Linked DNA regions of Mus musculus: all the other regions are linked to region 3. Evidence: chromatin contacts called from public Hi-C data. All regions are on one chromosome and are shown on one strand. Each heading gives the region's core, a stretch centred on a gene start, on an enhancer-like site or on the middle of the called end of the contact. The rest is flanking DNA. Distances are from core to core; before and after follow the strand shown.

What was found. A called contact is a pair of places that touch in the nucleus more often than the background predicts.
Region 1: a Hi-C map of B cells shows a contact between it and region 3, with 5 read pairs. The contact joins the promoter of Prxl2b here to the promoter of Mtor in region 3. A contact is called at or near these places in 1 of 39 promoter capture datasets (liver) and 1 of 484 Hi-C or Micro-C datasets (B cells).
Region 2: a Hi-C map of B cells shows a contact between it and region 3, with 5 read pairs. The contact joins the promoter of Ssu72 here to the promoter of Mtor in region 3. A contact is called at or near these places in 1 of 39 promoter capture datasets (cranial neural crest) and 1 of 484 Hi-C or Micro-C datasets (B cells).
Region 4: a contact with region 3 is called in a Hi-C map of B cells, with 5 read pairs. The contact joins the promoter of Wrap73 here to the promoter of Mtor in region 3. A contact is called at or near these places in 1 of 39 promoter capture datasets (pre-B cells) and 2 of 484 Hi-C or Micro-C datasets (B cells and regulatory T cells).

Annotation. Positions count from the first base shown.
Region 1 is chr4:154,897,772-154,900,471 of GRCm38.p6, reverse strand. Prxl2b (peroxiredoxin like 2B) reads left to right here and starts at 1,429. Exons shown (of 7, transcript NM_025582.3): 1 at 1,429-1,529; 2 at 1,792-1,996; 3 at 2,293-2,344. The coding sequence starts at 1,467. It overlaps Gm52690 (a long non-coding RNA gene), which reads right to left. Exons shown (of 2, transcript XR_003955190.1): 1 at 2,422-2,700; 2 at 1-2,041.
Region 2 is chr4:155,703,548-155,706,247 of GRCm38.p6, reverse strand. It overlaps Ssu72 (Ssu72 RNA polymerase II CTD phosphatase homolog (yeast)), which reads right to left and starts at 1,433. Exons shown (of 5, transcript NM_026899.3): 1 at 787-1,433. The coding sequence starts at 866.
Region 3 is chr4:148,447,175-148,449,874 of GRCm38.p6, reverse strand. It overlaps Mtor (mechanistic target of rapamycin kinase), which reads right to left and starts at 1,293. Exons shown (of 58, transcript NM_020009.2): 1 at 1,188-1,293.
Region 4 is chr4:154,141,068-154,143,767 of GRCm38.p6, reverse strand. It overlaps Wrap73 (WD repeat containing, antisense to Trp73), which reads right to left and starts at 1,396. Exons shown (of 12, transcript NM_021499.2): 1 at 1,255-1,396. The coding sequence starts at 1,323.

The DNA.
Region 1 (2,700 bases), core at 180-2,679, 6.5 Mb before region 3:
GAAGGGCCTGCTGGCTCTTCCTGTTCAACATGCAGCACTTTCTGCAGACATCTTCCCATGCTCCTGGGACCCTCGCATTGTACCCCTCAACACTTAACAGGAAGCAGAGGAAGCCCCATCTCTGGATTTCTTCTGGTGGTGCTTCCAGGACCAGTTGCTCTACAGGACCAGCTCCTCCTGATTCTGCAACTTTATTTTCTTTCCTTTTTTAAAATGTACCTTTGCACACCTGTGTGCACTTGTGTGTGCCCGGGGAGTCCAGCGGTTGAGTGTTTTACTCAGTGCCTCTCAATCGTATTTCTTGAGACAAGGTCTATTGCTGATTCTCATGCCTTTGCTTCCCCCAGGACATGGGATTACAGGTCTCTGTCATTTTACCGAGTCACCTCCCCAGCCTACTCTTGCTTGCATAGGTTTGGGCCCAATGTGAGTGCCTGGTGCCTGAAGAGACCGTAAGGGAGCATCAGATGCCCTCAAGCTGGACTTGCAGAGGATTGTGAGTCGCTGTAGGGATGCTGGGAACCAAACCGTGGGCCCTCTGCAAGAGCAGCTAGTGCTCTTAACCACTGAGCCATCTCTCTAGCTTCTCCTTTTGACACAGTGATATGTATGGTTCCTAACTTCCTGCCTGGCTGTTCAGCCTCAGCTAGGTATCTTGTGGTGGCTCTCTTCCTTTCCTAGCCTCTACATCTGTCAGATGCTTGAACATGGCCCTAGAAAGCATCACAGGGCTTACTTAGTGAGGAAAGGACAGAACACGTGGATTCCTGAGCCTTCTACTCTTCCTAGGGACACACCACTGCGAGCTCCTGTTTATCTCCTTTGGATTGTTGTACATGAGAGCCCGTAGTTTAAAAACTGACATCCACACAGCAGGAAATGGTACTTTACGATGGAAGTTAATAGGATTTCGCGAAAATGCAAAGCAGGAACTTAGACTTGGAAAGGCTGGTCCTTTCACTACTGTAAGTGCCGGCTGCCCTACTGTTCCTCACACTAGTGATTTGTGAGTTCGATTCCCCGTTTCAACTTTTTGGCTCTAATTCTACCACCCTGCTGCACTACTAGGGACCACCTGATGCTAGTGGAGAGCTACGCAAACGCTAGAGAGCCACGCAAACGCATTCTGCGCAGGCGCACCGCTTGCAGACTGTCCATTGAGCTTTACCTGCTACGCCATTGGCTAATAAGCTTATACATATGAGAACAACCTAGGCTTAGGCAAAGAGATCTGCAGTGATTGTCTCTTTGGAGAGAGGGTGTGCCTGTATACTAATATCAGGGGCGGAGCCTGGGGCGAGACAAGCGCACAGTCATGTGACCTGAACCCCCTGGAGGTGGTGCCCACCAGGACTGGGGCGGGATTATGGGCGGGGCATAGGCTGGCTGAAGAGGCTGCGCAGGACAGAGTGAGCCTCCCCAGGCTGCGAGAAGGGACCGTGGAGCAGAAAGGGACGGAGGAGGCCATGAATGTGGTGGACCTTGGTCGCGTAGGAGCGTGTGTCTTGAAACATGCAGTGACTGGGGAGGTGAGATTTGGCTCGCGCAGGGCGGAGAACGCCTCCCCTAATACCTGGCCCAGAGCCTTGGCAACTCACATGGGTTGGAGTGGAGGTCCTGAGGGGTCCTATGAGTTCGCGTACTGGGCGTGGGTACAGCTCATGGTCCACAGAGGAACCATCAGGAGGACCAGTCAGCTGCGAATCTTGGAGCAGCACGCTGCGGGACATGTGAGGCTGCCGGGCATAGGGGGTTGGTGAGCCCATGTCCCCTGACCGATCCATTCTGTAGGCTGTGGAGCTGCGGAGCCTATGGCAGGAGAAAGCTTGTGTGGTGGCCGGTCTGCGACGCTTCGGCTGCATGGTGTGCCGCTGGATCGCCCAGGACCTCAGCAACCTCCGGAGCATCCTGGACCAACACGATGTGCGCCTGGTGGGCGTGGGGCCTGAGGCCCTGGGCCTGCAGGAGTTTCTGGATGGTGGTTACTTCTCAGGAGGTGCGACTCTTCCCGGACTCAGAGCCTGGGCTGACCTCTCCCTTTCTAGGCCCAACAAGAACATATTCATGTGTCAGCATATGCAGCTCTTCCCTGCCCTGCCTTCAGCCTGTGCCCTGGCTGGTGCCCAGACCTAGTGGCAAAGTCCCAGTGACTCTTGCCCTTCCCGTTTAAGCAGTGGTGACATTCAATCCTGCCTTGCTACTCATGGCTTGGGTGGGTGGAGCTGGATACAGTAAGTGGAGGGGACAGACTGTAGGAAGCCTGGGGCACATAGCTGTGGCTTTCCTTTCTAGAACTCTACCTTGATGAGAGCAAGCAAATCTATAAGGAGCTGGGCTTCAAGCGGTAAGTGTGACTGTTTGTGGGCATGAGTCTAACCAGGGACAACAGGAGGACAGAGTGGCCACCGCTCTCTTATGTACCTTCTTGCTACTGCCATCTGCTCTGCTCTCCAGTTTGTCTCATGGAAACTGACACTGGTGCTTCAGCCAGCCCTTCTTTGAGTCTTCTAATGGGTGTTGGTCCAAGGCAGGCCTGTCCTCAGAAGTCTGCTATTTCATAAACAGGAGGGACCTTGGAGCCCAGTGCCTTAGCCATGGCTCATTGCAGTCCTCTGTTGCCACAGACTGCCTGTCATGATAGGCAGTGCCGGCTAAGCGAGATCCCTGGGCACACCCAGCTTGGAGCTCATTCCCCACACT
Region 2 (2,700 bases), core at 184-2,683, 7.3 Mb before region 3:
ACCCTGTTTTGAGGGTTAAAAAAAAAACAAAAAAAACCCGAAATTGCCAAAAAATAATATTTAAAAAAGTTTTAAAAGTTCACAAACAGTTAACTCTGGGGGAAAAAAGACATTTCTACTGCACTAAGTTGAAATGTACAAACCCCCATTTTAACTGTAATACAATGCATCAGTTTCTCATTTTGTCAAGAGATTTTTTTTTTTAAGATAAAATACTATCAAAGATGAATGCCCTACTAGAAACTGGTGAATTCGTGAAGAAATATGAGGAGGTCCCACTGAACCAAATGAATTCGTGTGCTCCAGAAATTACTGACTAAAGTTATGGGGCTGAGAGGGGTGGTGGCTGGTGCATGAGACTTGCAAACGAAGACAGCAATAAACAGTCCCTGACGTTAACACCTCAGATCACTGTTGTTGCTTCCAGACTCGTTCCATCTTGATGTGACGTGTGGAGAGCTTTCCAAGGTGGCCGGACGACACATATACGGGAAAGATAAACACCAGGCACCCTTCGCAGCACGGAAAGACCTTGGCCTACCCCGTGATACTGCCCGGTCGTCCAGCACCCAGAGGGCCCCAGCTGTCGTGTGGCCACCTCTAGGGTTTACGGGGATGCCTACACTACCGAGGGTGTCGCGCGCACGGACCCCACTGAGGGCTCGCTGAGCGTGGAAGCCGGGCGTGGCCCGACCTCCGCGGCCCAGTCAGTACAGGGTCGGGGTCTGGACAAGAATCTGTGGGAAAGAGGAGGGAGGGGCGGAGGGCAGGTGGAGCTTGCACTACCTGAGGATGTTGTGTGCTTCCATGCTCCGATTCTGGTTACTCGAGCACACCACCGCCACCCGCAGCGGCGATGACGGCATGGCACCGACCGAACTACCCACTGCTCTCGCTACGGAGCTCCCACCTAGAAGCCGGCTTCCGCGCGAGGAAGATGGCGGTAACCGGAAATCTGCGACACGGAAGTGAACGCAACGCAACGCAACGCAACGCGTGGGGAGGCCGACGGTGCTCTCCTGGGCTCGTACTGCAGCCGGCGCGGGAGGGCGACCGGCCGACGCCGAATCAGCCTGAGAGCAGCCGAGGCCGGCGGTCGTGGACCACCTTCGCCGGCGCGTGACGTCACAGGACCTGCGCCGGCAACTGGAGCGGTGTGAGCCGCGCCTGCGTCCTAATGTACCGTCGCCTCGGATGACGCGCTAGGCGCGGCGCTTGCGCAATACTGAAAACTTCAGTGGGACGGGCGTTGGGGCGGGTCCGGGGAGTCTCAAGTCCTTTCCGCGGCTTCTCTTGGTGTGGTTGGGACGTTTTTCATTCCGGTTTCCTCCAGGTGGTCACTCTGCCAATTTCATAGATGCACTGGGCTCCAGCACTTGGTTTGTGCCCTATCTCTATCACGAGTACCTTCCTCAGAGTCACTGGACTTCTAGAAGCACGTCACTTCCTCTGTGAGCCCGTTGCAGCTTAACATGTAAACGATATGAAAAATATGGGTGAGGTAGCGGGCTCTTCAAGTTCGGCCAATCGGAAAACTGGCAGGAAAAATCGCTTCTCTGTTGGAAGCCAGTTTAGGTTGCCTATTGAGAGCTCGATCTCAAGTGAGAGGGGGAGAGAGAAATAGAGTTGCTGCTGGGCGTGGTGCCTCACACTTTTCTTTAATCCTAGAACTCGGTAATCAGGTCGACTTACAGCCGGCCTACCTGCCTGGTGACCTGTCCCCTCTAGCTCGAATGGAATGGTCAAGAAGTGAAGGGGATTAGATAAGTTGTTTGGAGATTCTGAGAACTCCTTTAAAGTTGGAGCAGTATGAGATTGTCAGGGACAAGAAGGTAGATAATGTGTAGTAAGTATAACAAAAGCTGTGTTTTGCCGGGCGGTGGTGGCGCACGCCTTTAATCCCAGCACTTGGGAGGCAGAGACAGGCAAATTTCTGAGTTCGAGGACAGCCTGGTCTACAGAGTGAGTTCCAGGACAGCCAGGGCTACACAGAGAAACCCTGTCTCAAAAAAAAAGCCGTAGATTCAGTAATCTACCCTTTATTCCTATTATTCCTGTATCTTCCTCTTTTCTTTTTCATCCCTTCTCCCTCCTTTATAAAAGTATATTTTATTCGCTTATAGTAATTGTCTCAAAGACTACCTCTACCTGTTTGCCTAGGCCTAGAATCTTCTAGCCTCCATGCAACCTTTTTTTCTTTTAAAGTTTATTTATATATATGAGTACACTATGGCTGTCTTCAGTCACACCAGAAGACGGCATGGGATTCCATTACAGATGATCGTGAGTCACCATTTGGTTGCTGGGAATTAAACTCAGGACCTTTGGGAAAGCAGTCCGTGCTCTTAACTACTGAGCCATCTCTCCAGTCCTATTTTGAAACTAAATTTCCCACTATGAACCTCCTCATTGCTATTGAAGTCTGCCATCATTGTTCCTTGTGTTAATGAGGAGGAGAGTATTGAGAACCTGTTGCGAGTAAGCCCACAGAGACCATCACGTGGACACTCTGAAAGCCAAAAGGAAAGTCTTTATTTTTGCCTGCTAGCTGCACAGAGAACTTGCCCAAATCATGTAACCTTGAGCCTTGCAGCTCTTTGACTTTATGTACAAAGACCATCTTGATTGGCATGCTTCAGTTAGCGAGAAGCAGAACTGTGGAAGTCAAAAAGCAAGATTAGAACATTGAGGAAGTTTTTA
Region 3 (2,700 bases), core at 44-2,543:
GGTAAAAGCAAGGGAGGTGTGATTTAAAGCATACAAAAGGTTATATACAAGTACTGCACCATTTCATAGGACGAACAGGCATTCACTGGGTTGGGAAGGCAGTTCTAGAAACAAATACATACATACACACACACACACCATAGGAAATAGCAACACACTCAAATGGTGAGCTCAACACTATCACTCATTTTTCAACTATGTGATGTTTGTTCCCTCAATAAGTTTACCATCCAGGGGACCCCAATAAAGTGGCCATTAAAAAGGGGCTAGCCCACTATGCCATGGCAGTAACTAACATATACACCTATCCTGCCAGAGTATACTAAAAAACAAAAACAATTCCCGAAGCACTCTGGCTTTGAAAGAATCTGTGAGACACAGCCTAACATGCACAGAACCCCTTGTTCAATCCCCACCACCTCATAACCAAGGCACGATGCCACACATCTTTAAGCCCAGCACTGAGGGAGAGGCAAGAAATTCAAGGTCATGCCGGGGTTAGGGATAAACACAAAACATAAGGAGTAAAATAGTCTTGAAAGGCTTTCAAACGCTACACTACAGGGGGAATAAAATACTATAAAAGGAACTGGGCCGTTTTAGAGCGGAAGAAACCACTACTGAGCGTGTAAGCACACGAGGCAGCGGGAAGGAGACCGACTTGGACTTTCTATTCTCATCACGTCAGTAATTAGACAGTCACTTGAAGGTTTACCCACAAGCCAGCTGCCCCAGGCTGGATTCAAAGTAACTATTTGAGTCACAAATCCCAAAGGTTGTGAGAATGCCTTAGGGGAATTCGAGTTGAAAGGTTGAAACGTGAAGGGAGGGCGTGACCCTGAGGCTGACCCTGCGTGGGCGCGGAGGTCTGGGTTCCTGGCAGGTCTCCATGGTGAAGTGTAGGGGGCAGATCCCGAAACTGGAGCTCCTGGGGACAGGCTCCACCGTCAGTAGGTGGGTCTGGAGTTCCAGGTCCTGAGCCCGAGAAGGAGACCTAAATGCTCCACGGAAGGCCCGGAGCAGATCCGCCAGCCTGCGGGGGTCTCCCCGAGGGCGCGGAGCTGGTGCTGGGGCGCTGTACGGTTCAGACAGGCGGCTTCCCGGGCCTCCCCCAGCACGGCCCACACTGGCTGGGAGTCTGGCCGTCCCGCCAGCCGCAAGCGCCCGACTCCAGGCCCCAGACTCACCGCGCGGCTTCGGCCACCGCCTCAGCTGCCGCCGCCGGAGCCGGTACCGCCGCTTCAGGCCCCCAGCCTCAACACCCGCCTTCCCCGCTGTCTTCTAGGCCAGGGAGGTGGGGAGGGCGGGCTCGTAAGCGCTACAACCAATCAGCGGGCCGAGCTCGAAGATGGGGAGGAACATCCACCAATAATCATGAAGAATTGGAGCTTCGGGACCGGCTTCTCGAGGGCGGGGATTGTTCAAATAGACAAAACGAGCAACCAGTGGCAAGCAAAAGGAGGCGAAGGACTATTCCGAAGAGCCAATCAGTCGTGAGTTGACTTCGGTCACTTCCACGAACACTTCCGGTACGTCGCTACTACAAGTCCCCTCCACACACGCTGTGACCGTGTGGAGCCACGGTTTGGTACCCTAAGGACCTGTTGAAAGAACTGGGGCAGAGGTTAGGGATCGTGCTCGGGATGCTGAGAAGGGGCCGAGTGTCCGACGCTCTCGAATCACTGCAGAAGACATATCTTGGAAATCGGTTCACTGAGGAACTCTTGCTTTCTCGTTTGTAAAACTGAATATGCATTTGCAAGGGTTTTTTTGTTTTTGTTTTTGTTTTTTTTTATTCTCACTGTCCCCAAATTGCCTTACTTGTGAGCTCATTCTCAGGATAAGATGATCACCGAACTACTTTAAATACAAGATTTTAAAGAAAAATCCTTAAAAATTTTTTTTTATTTTTCAAACGGGCAATAGCCGGAGCTAGGGATGTAAACCAGTCGATAAGAGTGTTTGCCCACCCCGGCGTGGTGGTGCACGCCTTTAATCCCAGCACTTGGGAGGTAGAGGCAGGTGGATTTCTGAGTTCGAGGCCAGCCTAGTCTACAGAGTGAGTTCCAGGACAGCCAGGACTACACAGAGAAACCCTGTCTCGAAAAACCAAAAATAAAGAGTGTTTGCCCGATAGGCATGAAAGTCGTGGGTTCAATTCCCAGCACTGTGTAAAGTGCATGCCTGTCTTCCCAGAACTCTGGTGGTGGAGGTTTAGAGGGTCAGAAATTCAAGGTTGAACTAGGGAGATTTCTCAGTGTTTAAGGCCCTTCCAGAGAACCTGCTCCAATATATAAAAATGTATCATTAAAATTTTTCATATGAAATTTATGCAGATCTTTTGTTTAAATCTTTATTTTTTTATCAGTGTTGTAATACACACTGAAAATTCCTAAATAGCTTGAATTAGGAATTTGAGTGAACTATTAAACACATTAATATTAAAAGAAACATGTGAAGCTATTAGTAATGATAATGCAGATAAATATTTGCTAGTAAGGTAAAGATTTCCAATTAGTTGAAAGCGTTAAATGTTTTTAAGTTAAAAAACAAATTAAAAACACACCAAAGTACAAGTTATACTACAATACAACCCTTTATAAAGCATTGATAACACTTCCTAGATACTAATTTGGGGAAATGCCAACTAAAATGTAATGAGATTTGGGGAAGACACACTTTCTTTAGACTGTGCCACCA
Region 4 (2,700 bases), core at 147-2,646, 5.7 Mb before region 3:
CGAGCCGGAGCTCAAGTCCTCGGGCTTGCATGGCAGTACCTTTCCCTGCTAAGCAGGTCCTACCCTGACACTTCCTACATTGTTAGGATGATGTGTATAAGGAGGGTAAAGGATGTCTCAAAAGCCTGGACAAACACAGCAGGGGTGTGAACTGAGAATCAAGACAGCCAGGCATGGTGGCATGCTCCGTTAATCCCAGCACTCAGGAGACAAGGGGCAGATCTTTGAGTTCAAGGCCAACCTGGTCAGAGCTACAGAGAAACCCTGTCAATCAGTCAATCAATCAATCAATGGTATCAGTCAGTTAAAAAGAGAATGATAGATTAATCAAAGAAAACTTGTTAAAAATTAGGATTGCATTTGTATGTGAGAAGGGTCAGGCACTAGTTACGGCTTATGTGGAGGCCAGAGGACAACATGCAGGAGACAGTTCTCTCCTTCCATTAAGTGGGTCCTAGAGCTGGGACTCAGGTCATCAGGTTTGGTGGCAGGTACCGTTACTAGCCAAGCTACCCGACTGGCACGGAACCACAGTTTTTTAAAATAAGACTTGAGTTTTCCCTGATGGCTTCCTAACGTCAGCCTTCTACAAATGCACAATGGTCATGTTGGCGTACCTTGAAACACCCATCTGAACACTATTCTGCCACCCAAAGAATAGACAGCTAACATCCAACCCTGGCAATGAAAGCTAGTTATTTAAACCATTTGCTTATGACGAGTTTCACAAAGGAGGGCCCCGTTTAACCAGCTCGCTCACAGAAAACATACAAAATAGCAATGAGCTGCCATCCCCTGTGCCCTCAAATGTGTGAAAGCAGAGTCATCTTATCCAACTTTGATGAAGGGAAACTGGAGCCGGGAGCCTGGCACCCACCCAGCCCTGGCCACCTGCTCCAAGACCTCCTTCCTAACCCTGACCACCTGCCAGAATAGCAACCCCAACTCCATCCCCACTCTGCTCCACGTCCTCTTTCTCCACCCTGGTCACCTGCCAGGATCCCCCAGCCTGGCTGGCCTGGATCCCTCTTCGGCTTCAGGTTCGTTCTCTCTAATCATCTGGTTCTCCCTCATCTGGGCTGAAACCCCTCTGCCTGCCTCCCTCTCCCACCTCCCACCCCGCCCCCTAAGTCCAGCCTGAGTCCCCGCGGCCGCCCGGCTCGGGCCCCCTTCCCGCCCCCCTTCGGCCCGCCCCGGCCCCGTGCACAAGTCGCGCGCCCACACTTAGGTTCCGCCCAGCGCGCCGCAGCTCACCAGGTACTTGCCGTCCGGGGAGAACCTGCAGAGCAGGCCCGAGAGCTTGAATGACTCCGAGAAGTTCATGGCCACGGCCAGCCCGGGCCAGCCCGGCTCCGAAGTACCTCCCGCAACCGCCCCAGGCAGCGGCCGGAAGTACAGGGGCGGAAGCGAGCAGCAGCCAATGGGAGCCTCAAGCGGCCGCGCGGCATTGTGGGGCGGGAAGTCCGAGTTTGAGTCTTAAAGGGGCTGAGCGCCTTTGCGCTATAGCGGATCTCCCTGCAAATCCCGAAACGGAAGGCTGAATTCTGACTTCAGATAAATCACAAAATAAATATGTTCCCAAAAGTTACCCGGGGCATACTTAGACTAAAAGACTCCCTTATCTGAAATTCAGGTTGTAACTAGACCTCTGTACTTGTGAACATACATTTATTTACATGTAAATGCGTATTTATGTGTAAGTATATAGTCGTATTTCGATACACCTCTTTAGTAGATAACAAATTTTTTGTTACAGGAGCTGAGAGTGCGGTTCTATTGGCAAAATGATTGCTTAGCATATATGAAACCCAGGTTTTGGTCCGCAGCATCGCATAAACCCCGCACGATGGTTTGCATTAAAAAAAAAAAAAAAATCCTACACCTGAAACCAGAGACGCAGATGTTCAGGGCATCCTTCGCTACCTATAGAGTTGGAGGCTATGCAGGGCTGCGTGAGACCCTTTCTCAAACAGAACAAAGCAAAGTATTTTCCACGTATAAGTATAAATATAGGTTTGCTTTGAGGTTTTCCTGAGAGCGACCACCTGCAGCGTGACCTCGTGACGTTCAAGTGCTTCTCAGGTCTGTGGCGGAACGAATTCGAAGGCATGTGGATCTCGTGGGTCGCCTCACCTTTTTGGAGGTTCTAGTTAGAGTGTGGACTTGATTCAGAGGTGTGGCTCGGTACCCGGGACGGCAGCCTCGGTGGGCACGTAGAATACAGCACCAACTGGACTTCAGACCAGGATCGCTCCCCAAAGCGCTCTGCTCCCTCCCTCGCGCAGCACCCCGCGTCCTGTGCCCCACAAGGCTCCCCATTCCGGTGTCATTCGGGAGGTTGGATGTTCCTGTCTGCACCCAAAGCTTCAGAGGATCACTTAAGGCTCAGCCACTGCCTTTGGAGCTAAGTTCCGAATTCTGAAAGACCGGAATCTAGTATTGCTCGGTCCAGCTCATAGCTCCCAGTCTCTTCCGCACCGCTGCATCTAATTTCCACGAATGAATGAATGAATGAATGAATGAATGAATGAATGGCGGTGCTTGCACCATTCGGAGAGGATCTGCAGAGTGCGCGGCCAGCGTCCTGGCATTTTCTGTTCCCAACCAGTCCCAAACTCTTGCTTGGTATTCATCTTTGTCTCTAATCTGCAGCTCGCAAATAATTACTCCTCGTAGCTATTGGCCTAACACCAGGTCAGG